2 separate regions of the Mus musculus genome follow, and region 2 is linked to region 1. The links are chromatin contacts, called in public Hi-C maps. All regions are on one chromosome and are shown on one strand. Each heading gives the region's core, a stretch centred on a gene start, on an enhancer-like site or on the middle of the called end of the contact. The rest is flanking DNA. Distances are from core to core; before and after follow the strand shown. Region 1 overlaps Gm51680 (a long non-coding RNA gene). Region 2 has its middle 17 kb from the start of Gm34105.

Evidence for each region. A called contact is a pair of places that touch in the nucleus more often than the background predicts.
Region 2: a Hi-C map of B cells shows a contact between it and region 1, with 2.4 times the contacts expected there. The contact joins two enhancer-like sites. A contact is called at or near these places in 1 of 15 datasets of contacts at CTCF or cohesin (CD8 T cells), 6 of 484 Hi-C or Micro-C datasets (B cells, bone marrow-derived macrophages, cerebral cortex and 3 more) and 1 of 115 datasets of contacts at active chromatin or transcription factors (CD8 T cells).

Annotation. Positions count from the first base shown.
Region 1 is chr9:60,996,809-61,004,054 of GRCm38.p6, forward strand. The region is part of intron 1 of Gm51680 (a long non-coding RNA gene); the gene reads right to left. Among named protein-coding and RNA genes, the nearest start is that of Gm5122, 17 kb to the right of the region's middle. Within about 2 kb of position 2,488, at least 126 of the 459 cell types and tissues checked have an H3K27ac peak or open chromatin away from gene starts, as enhancers often do. A contact at or near this core is called in B cells and pre-pro-B cells, where this site is marked.
Region 2 is chr9:61,220,411-61,227,656 of GRCm38.p6, forward strand. No RefSeq gene overlaps it. Among named protein-coding and RNA genes, the nearest start is that of Gm34105, 17 kb to the left of the region's middle. Within about 2 kb of position 4,756, at least 45 of the 459 cell types and tissues checked have an H3K27ac peak or open chromatin away from gene starts, as enhancers often do. A contact at or near this core is called in B cells and pre-pro-B cells, where this site is marked.

The DNA.
Region 1 (7,246 bases), core at 1,238-3,737:
CCAACCCCTAGCTTGCAGTTGACCCCTGAGCTGGGCGGCTTGCTGCATCAAACTTACAGAAAGCATATGAAGTTGTTGGAATGGCAGCCTTCTGTTCCCCACTTCCTCCCCTGCCTGGAAGCTTGTGGGAAGTGGAATCTTCTTTCTGTTTCTCCACCCCATCTCCCCCAGCCCCACATCGCCACGATCTTTAGAAGAAATTGTATGTGGTCATGCACAAGTGTGCACATGCATGCAGAGATTGTAGGTGAGTGGGTGCAGTAAAGAAACTGCTGACGTGACTACTTCATGGTATGGCTAAGGAAAAAGGTTTGTTTTGTGTTTTTTTGTTTTGTGTTTGTTTTGTGTGTTTGTTTGTTTGTTTTAACTGTAGATATGAGTGAGAGAACAGCCAGAGGCATCTGGAACAGTCCAGAGCAGAGAGAAAAAGAAGTAGACTGAACGTGGCCAGGGCTATCTGCAAGAGAGGGAAGAAGACCAGGATATAGAGAATAGAGATCATGATGAGAATTGCACCGTACATGGAGGGTGAGCATCTGTGGGGAGGGAGGGGCCAGGAGGCTGGAGTGGGCACTTTGAAATGTAGACAAAGTACTTATGGTACTTCAACCACAGGTGTGTGTCAATGGAGAGCCGTAGGTCCCACTGCTAGAGAAAAGAGAAATGGTCCCTTTGGCAGATGGGAAGTGGCCTCACAAGTTCCCGAGGAAGGCTGGCTTTTATTTAGCCACCAGAAATCCTCCTATGCAGCTCAGGTTGAACATTTCTGCATAGTTGGATTGGCTTTTGAAGGTTGAGGAACTGGAGTTTCCTTTGGATCTAACAGAGGTCTGAGGACAGCACTGACTCCTAGGTGCTATCTATCTTGTGTTTTGGGACAGTGTCTCTCACTCGACCTGGAACTTACCAAGTAGGCTAAGCTGTCTGGTCATCCAACCCCAGAGAACTGCCTGCTTCCACTTCCCCGGTGCTAGGGTTACAAGGTCATGCCAACCACTATGTCCAGCTTTTTAACATGTGGATCCTGGGGCTTGAACTCTGGTCCTAGTGTTTGTCTTTGTGGAATGAATATTCCTGAGTCCCTTAATTTTCTTTTAAATGAAAAGACTGTTGTTGGACATGGTAGTTGAGCTGGTGTGTGTGTGTGTGTGTGTGTGTGTGTGTGTGTGTGTGTGAAAGAGAGAGAGACAGAGAGACAGAGGGAGAGACAGACAGATACACACACAGAGACAGAGAGAGACAGAGACAGAGAGAGACAGACAGATGAGGGAGGGGGGAGGAGGGAGACCCTTGACAACCTCAACACCTTCAGGGAGGGGCCATCTGTTGATAGTGTTGTGGTATTGTATTTTGGGAGCCATGTTCTAGGGCCAGGACTGCAGAGGGCAGAAATGGAAGGCTTGCTATCTTCAGGACGGCGTTGATGGTGGTAATGGCCCCACTAAGCAGGAAGAGGGCACTGTGGAATCATCAAGCTTTGAAACTCTGGGTGGGGCCAGCCACACAGCTTCAAGGAGTCAAGTTGAACCAGCCCACTTGGTTGGTTAGCTACAAACTGCTGAGCTGCCTCAGCAACAATTCTACTATCAGCTGATGGCTATTAGAACCCTGTTCTGTAAGATCATGGTCACATTTGATCTTTACGGTCATACTCCAGTCTTACAGGTGGGAACACTGAGGCTCAGCAAAGACAAGAAAAGCCATTTAAGGTTAACATCATCTAGCTAGCAAACTGTTGAGCTGGCAATCCCAACCACACCTCTGACCCCAAAGCCCAAGCCACAAGCCACTTTGCTGTGCTGTACCAGAGCTGAGCTGGGCAGTCAGCATGCTTCCCACAGAAGAGTGGGGGTGGGGGTGGAGGTAGGGGGTGGGAGGTAGGTATATCACATAGCAGCTGACACCTGCCAACTCTACCTAGGTGTCAGTTGCTATTTCACAAGTAAGTTCTGCTCTGGTTTCTTCTCAAGGGCCACTAGGTCTGGCCAGGATGTGGAAATTTACCATCAGGTTCCGTCTGACCTTGAACGTTGCCAGTAGAGAGTAGGGTGAGGTCCGCAGCCTGTGAATCTGAGCTCAACCCCAGGTTGGTGAGGGCTCTTGGGTTGCCTACCTTAGGCATGGACATTTCCTGCTCATCTGCAGGGCCAGAGTGGATGATGTTCCAGCATAGAGAAAGGAGGAGCCTGGGACCTAGGACAGCTTCCTGGCATATGTCTGAGGCTCCTCCATCCACAGGATACTGGTAACCAGAGACTGGTTTGACATGAGGGGGCTGTGGGTAGTGATGGGGTGCCCTTTGGGAGAATGGGGAAGCCATGGTTAGATCTTGTCGTTCTGAGCTTCCTGCCCCTCCCTCACATGGGCAACAGAACCAAGCTGCCAGAATCAAATGAGCCAGAAGAGGAAGTTTTAGATGACTGACTGGTATCTTCATTTGCAGATCAGGAAACTGAGGTTTGAGGGCAGCTATGACTCATAATAGGTGACAAGTCACTGAGGGTTGAGATGAACAAGCACCCGAGCTCCCTCAACCCCTGCAGACACATGGCCTTCCTTGATGGGGGTTGGGGTGGGGGTGGTTCGATGGCGTCATCCGAGTCTAGTCGTCCTCCTGTTCCCTGGAGCCAGCTCCCCCTACAGGCCAGACATACATTGCCCTTTGCCAGGAGGTCTGGGCACCTTAGCTGCATGGTCTCTGTTCATATGTCAGGTGGCCTGCCTCCTCTCCTGAATGCTTGCTCGTCTTCTATTATGTGGAACACTGTTTTCTTCTCTAGTAAGGGTACCCCAGTTTCCTGCTGGAAATGATCCCTGCTCTGATTCCCACAACACCAGATCTCTCTCAGTTTCTGTTCTGCCTCTCTGTCTCTCCGTCTCTGTGTGTGTGTGCGTGTGCGTGCGTGTGCATGCATGCATGCCTCAGTTCTCTCTGTCTCTCAGCCTCTCTGTCCCTCCCTATTTCTTTCTGTATCTGTCTCTTTCTCTGTCTGTCTGTCTATATATATTTCTCTCTCTCTCTCTCTCTCTCTCTCTCTCTCTCTCTCTCTCTCTCTCTCTCATACACACACACACACACACACACACACACACACACACACACACACACAGCATGTTCCTCCTTTACCAGGTGATAGAAAGGGCAGGCACTAAACTCCGGTGCGGACATGAGTAATCTAGACTCTAGAATGTTTGAGGCTCACACCTCCTGAACTCTACACTCCCCATACCCAGGAGCCAATCTGTTTCTTCTGCAGAACCGTCTCTGTGATCTCGGAATGGCTTTCCCAGAATTGCACGGTGCTCCTCCGCCCATGCTGCCATATGAAGGACCCACTTGTGTGCCTGCCCTGTGCCTCAAGTGAGGCAGATGCTTGGTAAATGTACTGTGGCTTCAGTGCCGCCATAACAGAGAGAGCTGCTCATCTCCCCCCCCCCCCGCCCCCGGTTCCTTTCTGAAGCCTCCCTTCCCTCTCTGATTCCTCTTTGAACCCCCTTCAATTTCCTGCCTTTTCCACTGAATTTTTCATTGGGAAGAAGCGCGTTTAAAGATGTGAAGCACACGCTTTGCTGGGTCTCAGCTTTGATGAATCTTTGATGCTGAGGCTGAGGAGTCAAGGAGATGCACCAGGCTGGGGAAGGAGGGAGGGGCGGGGAAGAGGCCTGCAAGGATGTTATCCTCCTTCCCAGCACCTCCCACAGGGAGTTCATACACCTGCCATGTTCCTAGCCTAAGAGTGTTCTGCAGTGGGAACCTGCGTGCGTGCAGGCAGGTGTGGTGTGTGTGCGTGTGTGTGTGCGTGTGTGTGCGTGTGTGTGTGTGTGTGTGTGCGAGTGTGCGTGTGTGTGCGAGTGTGTGCAGGGCCATGAGGCTTGAGTAGAAGAGACTCCATCCAGCTTGAGACTGTACTTCAGCTGGCTGGCTGTGGCATCTCTGATTCCATGTACTCTGTCCTGAGCCCTTTCATTTCCTCTCACATCTCCTTGAGCTTTGAGGTCATGCAGTTTCTAGGCCGGCACAGTCCTTTCAGTGTGACTCCTAACCACACCCGGAGGCCCTAGCAGCAGACAAGCACCCCCCCCCCCCCCGGCCCCTGCCCTGCCTTCAAGAATTGATAGCCACCGCTGTCTTATACATACAACAACAGAGGATGATGGAGGGCCGGAGCCCTGGTCCTTGGCAGTGAATGACTGGCTTGGAATGCTAATCTGACCTGAATGTTGGAGGTGAAACGCTGAAGGCCTTGTGTGGGGAGATGCTCCCCCAGGCTCAGGGTCTGGTCCAGATGTTTGATGTGGTGGGGGGCCCCCCTCACCCTTACGTGCTGGTCTGCATAGCGTCTCTCAGGGTTGAAGGGATGTCACCAGGCAGGGAGAGGTGACACGTCCCTGTAATTCACTACATCTGCTTTTCACATGGTAAACACTAGGCTGCCCCACCCCTGCCCCACATATGTAGCATATGTGCAGCTTGCTCTCCATGCAGTTCTCCCAGCAACTAGAGTGGGGCTGTCCCTGACTGTGTTGCATGCCTGTGGATCCCATTCCCCTAACTGGGCTGCCTTGTCTGGCCTCAGTGGCTGTTTCTCTCATTTCTCTGTTCCTCTTCTTGTTCCCTTTGCCTCTCCATCTAGCAAATGAGCCCTTCTGATTGAGTTTGTCAACTATTTATTTGTTCATGTCAAGGAAAAAAGTAACTGGTAGAGAAAGTTTGTACCACGAGTGGGGCATTGTCATAACCATATGGTCCTAAGGCCTTTGGGACTGGCTTGTCTCCTGAGGGGAATGTGGAAGACGTTGGAACTTTCAGGTAGAGCAGTCCTAGAATGCTGCCAGATGCTACCAATGCTGGGCCCAGCATCCCTCGCACCGAGGCTCCAGCAATGCACGTCGGATGTTTCTAGAAGAAGATTCTTGGATGGGGCAGAGTCTCCCCAGCAGCAGGGCTCTCTTAGCTGGATCCCTCCCAAGTAACAAGTGCCAGCATGCATGTCCCTTTGCACCCACTTGCTTGTTCTACTGGCTGAATTTAATGCAGTGACAAACCTGACAGTAACGAGTCCCTGGGGTCCTTTCCCAGGCAAGGGTGTGCAAAGCAACCTTCCAGAGATCTCACAGACTGACCAACTGTCCTCTCTCTCTCTCTCTCTCTCCCTCCCCCCCTCTCCAATAGCACTATTAGTTGAGGACACATGAGTATAAATTATGTTGATCAGATTGCTTTTCCATTATCATTTTAAGAGGAGGAAATGGTAATTGGGATTGAATACATGCCTAAGTCAGGGCTTAAACTTTTTGCATCCTAATGAAATGGGTGTACTTGCTTATCTTCAAAGGAAGAATTAGACAGTGGCTGAATATTTGATGCTGCAGGATATTAAGCAACTTCAATGTTTTTCAGAGTTGACTGACAATTTGATTTTATGATCATATATACTGAGGAATCTACTTCAGGTAAACGCATAGACAAAATGGGGGAGGGGTATTTAAAACCATATCAGAAATAGTTTGATGTCAAAACAAAATTAATTTTGAAACCCCTTTTTAAAAATGAAACTCAAATAAAATTTAAAATCCGATATTTGGAACTAGCAAGGTAACTTAGCAGGAGAAAGCACTCGCCTTGGTAGGCTGGTGACCTGAGTCTGATTTCTGGAACTTCCATGGTAGAAGGAAAGAAGCAGCTCCATAAAGCTGTCCTCTCACCCCACATGACAAGTAACACGCGGGCCCTCACGCAGGCACATGTGAGGACACACATGGGAAGAAATAAACCGAACATTCTAGTACAGTACAACCCCACAATACACTAATTTGACGCTTAGTTGCTGAGTAATGACAGTAAGAAATATTGTCTTTGTTTTCTATAATTAAATCATTATGTATCTATAAGAGCCAAATACTTTTCATGCACATTGGAAACACCATAATTCAGCCAGATGTGTGATGCATGCCTTTAAATCCCTGCACTTGGGAGGCAGAGGCAGAGACCGTGGGTCTCTGTGAGCTCCAGGCCAGGCAGGCTCTACAGAGGGAGTTCCAGGCCAGTCCTAGCAGCATAGTGAGACCACTGTAACACACCACATGCGTGCTTTGTGTTCGGAAGCAAGGCTCAGTGATGTGATTTAAAGCAACATGGGTGAGTGTGGAGGTGAAGGGGCTGGCATCTTGTCAGACTGCAGTATGGGTCTCCTGGAAGGAGTTCCTAAGCAGGTGGTTGACAAACTTAAGGACTAATTCTGGCCTTCCATGTCTAAGCCTCAGCACACAGGATCCCTGACCCCTGTACGAGTGAAGGGTGCCTGGCTGGGCTGTGCAGTGCCTCACTCCTCAAACTGCTAGGGCAGTGGAGGAGGGAACTCAGCTAGACAGTTCTGCTCTACCACCTTGCTTCATACACAGCCCTGAGCACCAGGAGAAGGCAGTGCGTGTAGCTAAACCAGGGCCAGTGCTACCTAGCTGTGCTGCTATCCAGCTCAGGGTGCCACCTGAAGCCTCATGACTTGTCTGTGTGGTAAGGGGGCAGATAGTAGGCTCCCTGGGGACATTTGGGAATCGATGCCTTGACTCTTGCCACTCATGTGCATGTATGAGAACACATACATGTGTGTGGAGGGCCTCAGGTGGTGGTCCTCAGGTCCCAAGTTGTGTTTTATTGAGACAGCACCTATCTCTCACGTTCCCCTGAGACTCACCCATTGTGTGTGAGATAACACAACTGGCCTGCTGCCTGATAGAGACAGCTTGGAGAACACAAGTCTTTCGATCTCCTTGGGATTCTCCGGTTTCCTCGTCTGTACAGGACTTGCCCCCAAAGAGAAGAAGAAAAGGTGTGTATGTGGAAGAATAAAAAATGCACCCCGATACCTTTGACCTGAGCCTTTAGAACACCCCCCCCCAAACCCTTCTCAGCCTTCACTCCTGGATCTGTCCCTTTTGTGTTAGCCATCTTTATATGCAAATGAATGGCAGAAAGCCAGAAATGAGTATGATTAATGAGCAGAGGTTGTCACTGTTGAAGGGACAGTGGCTCAAGGTAGCGTCTGACCCCAATGGGTTGTGTAGCTTTGATCTGTCTGTGTGCAAAAAGCCTTAAGCCTCTGAAATACCCTGAATGTGGGGGGATTCCTCTCTATCCTGTGCCTACATATATCAACTCAGGAGACACAGTGGCTCTGTCTAGGCCACTGTGCTGGTTAATTTTTTGTCAACTTGACACAAACTAGAGACATCTAGGAAGAGGAAC
Region 2 (7,246 bases), core at 3,506-6,005, 230 kb after region 1:
AAAAGCCAGTCCCTCTGTGGATAAAGCACTTGCCAATCGTGCTTAAGGACTGGTGTTCAAACACTCAGCACCCACATAAAAACCAGCGGGCATGGAGGCCCACCCATAACCCTAGCTCTCAGCATGCCCCAGGCTAGCTAGGCTAGCCTTACAGGAAGCTCAGAGTCATCGAGAGATGTTGTCTCTGTAAATAAAGAGATTCACAGAAAATACCTGACATTATCCTGCGGTCTTGAGCAGTCATTCACATACGTGTGTACCCACAGGCTTGTGAACACACCCCCCACACCCCCCCCACACACACACACACTTGAGACTTTGATCAGGTACTAGTTCAAAACATCTATTTCCTTCTCTCATCAGGGGAGCAAAATCCAGGTCAGGTGCCTGCAGGGCTTTCAGGCCAGCTGAGTGTCAGAGAACAGGGAGCAGGTAACTTGGAGGACTGGAGAGCTTCAGTGCGTGGTATGGGCTCCTTGCTGGCAGAGGCAGAAAGAAGAGCTACACCGGGAACCATTAAAGACTTTATAAGAGCAGACTTCCCACCTGCAGCATGAGCAAGGACTTGGAGCCCAGAGGGAGAAACTGAGGCTCAAAATGTGGTAACATCCACCACACCCATTAAGCCTTTGGACCCAAGGCCTGATCTCTCCAGTGGGAAGATGAACCTTGATCTGGATTGACCATCCACTGTCACAATACCTCCTGCTGTCAGCCTCGTTGTCTAAGGGCACTAAGGCACAGCCAGTGGGGACAATGTCCTCTGATTTGTCTCCTCTGTATCCCCAGTACTACCTTCATTTATCTGTAGGGACTCCTTTGTGTCAAGTCACGCTGAAGGCTACAAACAGAGCAGTAGTCACCAATCTGTCCCCCCCCCCCCATCCCTCAAATACACCCTAATTATAAAAGTGCTTCTAGCCTCATTCCTCGGCCTGTCCCATACCTGTTCCCCCAGATAAACTGTATCCCAAGCACCTCCCACATCCAGAATAGATCCAAGTTCCTGACCCCTCGCTACCATTCACGAGCCTTTACAAGCCGGCCCCGTACACCCACCATCTACATCTGCAACCACCCACGTTCAATACAGATATGGGGCCAGGCATTGGTCCTGTGGGAGGACAGCTCTTCAGACCACACATTTCCCTAGGAAAGTGCAGCTCCAACTCACAGGAAGGGGATTTGAGGAGGCTGGGCAGCCTTGGGCCCTGTATTAACAACTTGTCTCTGCTTTGACAAAATACCTAGCAAACTCGATTTAAGGAAGGGAGGGTTTGTTTGGGCTCCTAGCTCGTGGATTTGCTCCATTATGGCTGAGAAGCACTGGTGGCAAGAATGTGAAGCTTCCGGTCACATTGCACCAACTGTCAGGAAAAGAGAGGCAAATGTACGTGCACAGTTTAGTCTCTTTTTATTCAGTCTGGGACACTTCCCGCATCAGTGAATTTGGGCAGAAACTGCCCACAGTTAAGATGGATCTTCCTACCTTCCTTAATCCAGTCAGGAAAATCCCTCATAGGCATGCCCAAAGGCTTGTCTCCTAGATGAGTCTAGATACTGTTCACTTGACAGTATTAACTATCACAGGCCCACGCAGGGAACCCAACATCATTTACCTGTCAGAGCACACTACACCGCTGCTCACAGGTTACCTACAGCTATTGAACATAACCAGCCTCAGTTCTAATCTGCAGTTCTGCCCTGTACCCTAGAAATGCCCTCTATTGGACTAGGCTTGGGTTCCAGCTTATAGCAGCCTAGGGAGTGTGCAGGTTGGGCTCCTACCCTCTGAGCACCTTGAGCGACCTTGCCGAGCACTGATGGGTGATTGGCTCTCATCAACACTAGCACTAATATGAAAATCACTACAATTAAAGCTGCCAGCTTGGCCTTGTTCTGTGCTGGAGAGGCTGTTCATTGCTTCAGGAAAACCCCATAGACTGGGGCCCGCCCCACCTGCTAGAAGAACTTCATGCCCCACTTACGCTCTTACCATCTCTGGCCTCTCCCCTGGGTTTGGGGTGCTGAGGTTAAGATCTCTGGGCACAGTTGGGTGGAAATTTCTGGAGGGGGATGGTAGTGGAAATTGTGTGTGTGTGTGTGTGTGTGTGTGTGTGCGCGCGCGCGCGCGCGCGCTTGCAATTTGCCATTCGCACCTTCAAAATAGAGTGCAACTGGCTAATTGCCATGGCAATTAGGTAATTGCAGGTGCAATTAGCATCTCTCTAGCAAAGCAGGAAGAGGAGAGGAGGGAGCAGCAAAAGCCTTCATGACAGGTGACTAGGGGGTTTCGGGGAGGACAAAGCAGACCTCCAGTAGAACCAGGACAGCCAGAAAGAAGAAAGAGATGTGCATAAGAAAGAAATGAATCAGTAGGCCTGGCTCCTTCCTGGAGGAGACAAAGAGGCCCGTAGTACAGCAGTATGAAGCAGGGCAGGCTGGGGACGTCCTGGGAGGAGGCGGAGGGAATTCCAGGATGAGCCTGGAGAAGGCTTCCACAGCAGATTCAGGGAGTCTAGTATCCTGTAGGTTTTAGAGCACCAACCAAAGGTCAGGGAGGTGTGAGAGGCAAGTCTGTCCCATAGAGGTACCTGCTGTGATGGAGCTGTTCCCAGCCCACAAAGTTTAACACAGGAACTAGCAACCACACACACAGTATGTCCATCCGAATTAGGAAACTGGAGTCTTTAATGTTATTGGGCTGGTTGACCCTAACTGTCAACTTAACGCAACCTAGAATCACCTAAGAGAGTCTCAAAGAGAGATTATATAGATCAAGTTGGTCTGTGAGGGTGTCTGAACATCATTGTCTTAATTAAATTAACTGATAAGGGAAGAACCAGCCCACTAAGGGTGGCACCATTCCCTTGGCAGAATTCTTGAACTGTAAAAGAGAGAAAAGCTGAGCTGAGCACAAGCAAGCAGCAGGCATACATGAATTCATTTCTCTATGCTCCTGACTGATGATTGATGTGACGAGTTTTCTCAAGCTGAGTTTTTCCTGCAATGATGGACCGCAACCTGGAATTGTAAGCAAAAATAAAACCCTTCTCCCTTAACTTGCCTGCTGTCACAGTATTTTATCACGGTACTTAGCAGCAGAAATAAAACTGAGACAACTATTAAAGTTAAATTTTCAATAGCTACCTAGTCTACTAAAATAGACCTGCAGGCTCAGATGAAAGGACAAGGCCACCGTGATAGCTGCTCTTCTCTCAGTATGAGTAACTGGGAAAGTGGCATCAGATACAGAAAACCTGAGGAAGAGTTGGAAGGAATGGGCAGAGCCCTGTTGGCTTGGGTGTAGGCTTGTCAGCATGGGCACAGGGTGGGGGGGCTTCATCTGTCACTGTCCTCACAGGCCTGCAGTCCCCAGGCCCAAAGCCAACCCAGGACCTCATCTACCTTCACAGTAAGACAAACTTTCAGAAAGAACATAGGAGCCAATGGTGCTGCTATATCGAGGCTCAAATAAAGTCACATTCCAACATGAAAGCATACACAGGGTTCCACAACCACCTTTGGAAGCTCATATGTACACTCATTTATCCTTAAGCACACATGGCTGTATTCAGGTGCTCTCTCTGTCTTTGTCTCTGTCTCTGTCTCTGTCTCTGTCTCTGTCTCTGTCTCTGTCTCTCTCTCTTTCTCTCTCTCTCTCACATGCACGCGCACAAACACACACACACACATGACATACATGCGACACACACGCACACGTTGTTAGACAGCTATGTGGTCTTGGTGCCACAGAGATGAAGAGAGGCTGTCTGGACATCTGCAGACACAGGAGAACAGACTAGAGGAATAAAGACCACCCTCGGTATCAGTGACTCTCAAGGACTACTAAATAACTCTGTTCACTGGGGCCAAATACCCAACAAAGGAACTTAAGAACTTGACAATGAATATTAACCAGTCTAGGACAAAGCCCAGCTGCCCTCCTGCCTAGAACAGTCAGGTTCCTTATCCCTCTACACTCTGGGCTGGAAAGGTTATAGCAAAGCCAGAGCTGGGAGCCTCAGATGGAGAATGGAGAGTGTGGTTCAGGACAGGTTTGAATGAAGCCCAACACAAAATCCTAAGCTCAAATCATTATGAGATTTTTTTTTACCTCAGTCATGCAGTTCTCAAGCATGACCTTTGTAGATGATATTACTATAGTGATGCTCAAGGGCTAGACCCTGGACCAGGTGATTGTTAAAACAGGTGAAGGCACTTGCCATCTCACACTGCAAGCATGATGGCCTGGGTTTGGTCCCTGGAACCTATTGGAAAAGGTAGAAGGTGAGAACCAATGCCATTAACTTGCTTTCTAACCTCTACATGTACATGTGCTCTCATCATGCATATACCCCCCTCATACACACATACACACACACATGCATGCTCACACATAAATAAAATTTCTTTAAGAGGTTGGATACCATGATGTAAGTATTCCATATACACAAACACACACACACACACACACACACACACACACACACACACACATATATATATATACATGTAAGCATGAGCATGTGTGTGTGTGTTATGTGTGTGTGTGTGTGTGTGTGTGTGTGTGTACACTAACACAAATGCCTAGACTCTCTAGTCCAGAGACTAGTGAGGCTATCATCTCTTCTTTGGGCTGCAGGTGTCCTTTACTGTCTAATTCCAGTGTGGTGTAGAACGGTGGGAAGTGCTCAGAGCAGCTGGCCTTCAGTCAGGCTGCTCACAGTCTTACTGTGGGGCAGAGCATTGTGGCTAACCACAAGACATTGGCAGAGGTCCCCTCCTTCAAGGTCTGAGCTTCCTACACGGGGTTTGATATAGACCTGGGCACAAAGGGCTGAGCTCACAGAAGCCATCTGGTGACTCCTCAGTGTCTGTCCATCTGACTACCCTCCTGCTATGGTTGGTGCTGTCCAGGTCCAACCAGATGGGTGTCACAAGCCTGAAGCTTATACCAAGACAAAGAGGAGGAGAGACAGCAGGTAACAGGAAGACCATGGTGATGTGGAAATTTCTGGTTTCTTTGAGTGCCTCCAACATGGTATCACAATTCAACCTCAAATCCACCTGCCTCTAGCACTGACTCCCCTCTCACACGAACATCCTCATTTTATGTGTGCGAGCACCCACACCCACACAAACACACACACAACAGAGGAAACTAATTCACTCCATTTAAGAAGAGAATTTTATAAAGGACTTTCAGTTAATCTCACAGTCAACCTCTGCATAAATAAGAAACCCAGACCTGTGCTGAAAAGGTAGCTCAGTGGTTAAGAGCATCAGCTGCTCTTCCAGAGGTCCTGAGTTCAATTCCCAGAAACCATATGGTGGCTCCCAGCCATCTGTAATGGGATCTGATTTCCCCTTTCTGATGTGCATGAAGACAGAACATTTATAACCATAAAATATATGAAGAAAGAAAGAAAGAGAGAAGAGAAGAGAAGAGAAGAGAAGAGAAGAGAAGAGAAGAGAAGAGAAGAGAAACAGATCTGGAGGCTCTATAACCAGAACTCAACCCTAAAGGTAAGTTACAAGACTGCCCAAGGGCACTGTCTCAACTGGCACACTTCACAACATGGACTGTGGATAACTACCCTTGGGGGGGGGGGTCACTGTGCTCTGACTACAGGGGAAGCAAAAAGACAAGTGACGGCTCTCAGAGACTTGGGTGGGAAATTCCCAAGCAGAGACACAGCTATGCATGAGTAGCCAAGAGAGTAGCACAACCCCTGGACTACCTGGTTCTCAGCACAGGCTGCCCACAAGGGCCAACAGTCTGCCTGGCCTTCACTAAAAAACCAGGCCTCCTGCTACCTTGGGCTTTAAAGGTGGCAAGGTGAAGCATCAACAGACCTCAGGCTGTGCCTTTCTGGTGACAGTTGGCTGAGGTTGGGGATGAATTAGAACAACCATGACACCTCAGACTCAGAGACACAGTGCCTACAAGCCCCTTTTGGGAAGAGCACTGATCATAAGAGTCCAGACCAGCAGGAAATGGTTACCCCAAGACCTCACTACACAGCTCTGCTACGTGGCCATGGCAGCAGTAGTGATATTTACTGAGTACTTGCTGAATGTCAAGTGCTATCTAAGTACCTAGCTCTTGCAGTCCTTGAAAACACATTATGAATTTGGAGCTGGAGAAGGACAGTTGAATAGCTCACCTGGGACTACCCAGCTCAGAAAGGCAGAGCCATGACTTGAGTTCTGACTCCAGAGCCCTGAGCGGCTTTAGAACATGAATTCACAGTTGTTTCTCCCCCCCCCCCCCCCCCCCGCCTCTAAAAGATGAGCCCTAGGTAGACCAGAGTGCCAGGTTTGCGGTTAGTGGTTACGTTTGCCACTCTGTTTTGTTTCCTGTTAGCCATGGAACCCTGGGCTGTTTGTTAGCCTCTCTGACCTTCAGTTTTCTCACCTCCGAGAGAGGGCAATAAGGACAATCTGCAGGAAGTTTGTGTGGACAGTGAAGTTGTGGGGGCCTGGCAAGTGCTTGGGACGTAAAGGACTAGATTCAAGTCAAGCTTCCACTTCTGTGAGGGGCACTCTTGCTAGGCATCATATAGATCACCTACGCTGGGTCCCCCTGAAACCAACTTCTGATGTATTCGGGATAGGGACATTGGATATATTTGCCATCCTGAATACAAATATCTATTCGTGAGTCCCCAAAACCACACTTTTCCAGCCCTCTCTCCTCTGCCTTCCCAGTTCCCTAGAACAAAGGATCTAAGGCCTTGTCTAAATAGAACCCCAGCATGGCCCCATCTAGTGGTTGGATGGTCTATTCTCCCGAATGGTGATCTTGTGAGCAGGGGGTGTTAAGTCAGGCCAGTGCTACCACTTGAGAGACATTTGGCAATGCATAGACAGTTTTGGTTGTCAGAACTGAATGGGGAGAAAGGATGTTCTCCGGGCATTTGCTGGGTGGAAGCTAAGGACATTGTTGAGGATGCCGCAAGGGACAGTCTGACCCCACACAACAAGGAATCACCTGGATTCGGGATGGCAAGTCACCATGCTTGCAGAGCAAGCATGCTACTCCCTGAGTTGTCTCCTCAGTCCCTGTCTGTGCCTTCTTTGGCCAGCTTCTGTCCCTCTTTCTCTCCCTGAGCCTAGACCTCTCCATCCTCTGTGTGATCAAAGACCTGGGAAGCCCTGTAGTACCTAGCAGAGAGCCAGGCCTGGCAGGTTTACTGTGATGTCCTCAGTAGGTTTTGCTGAGAAGTGATGACATTTGTCA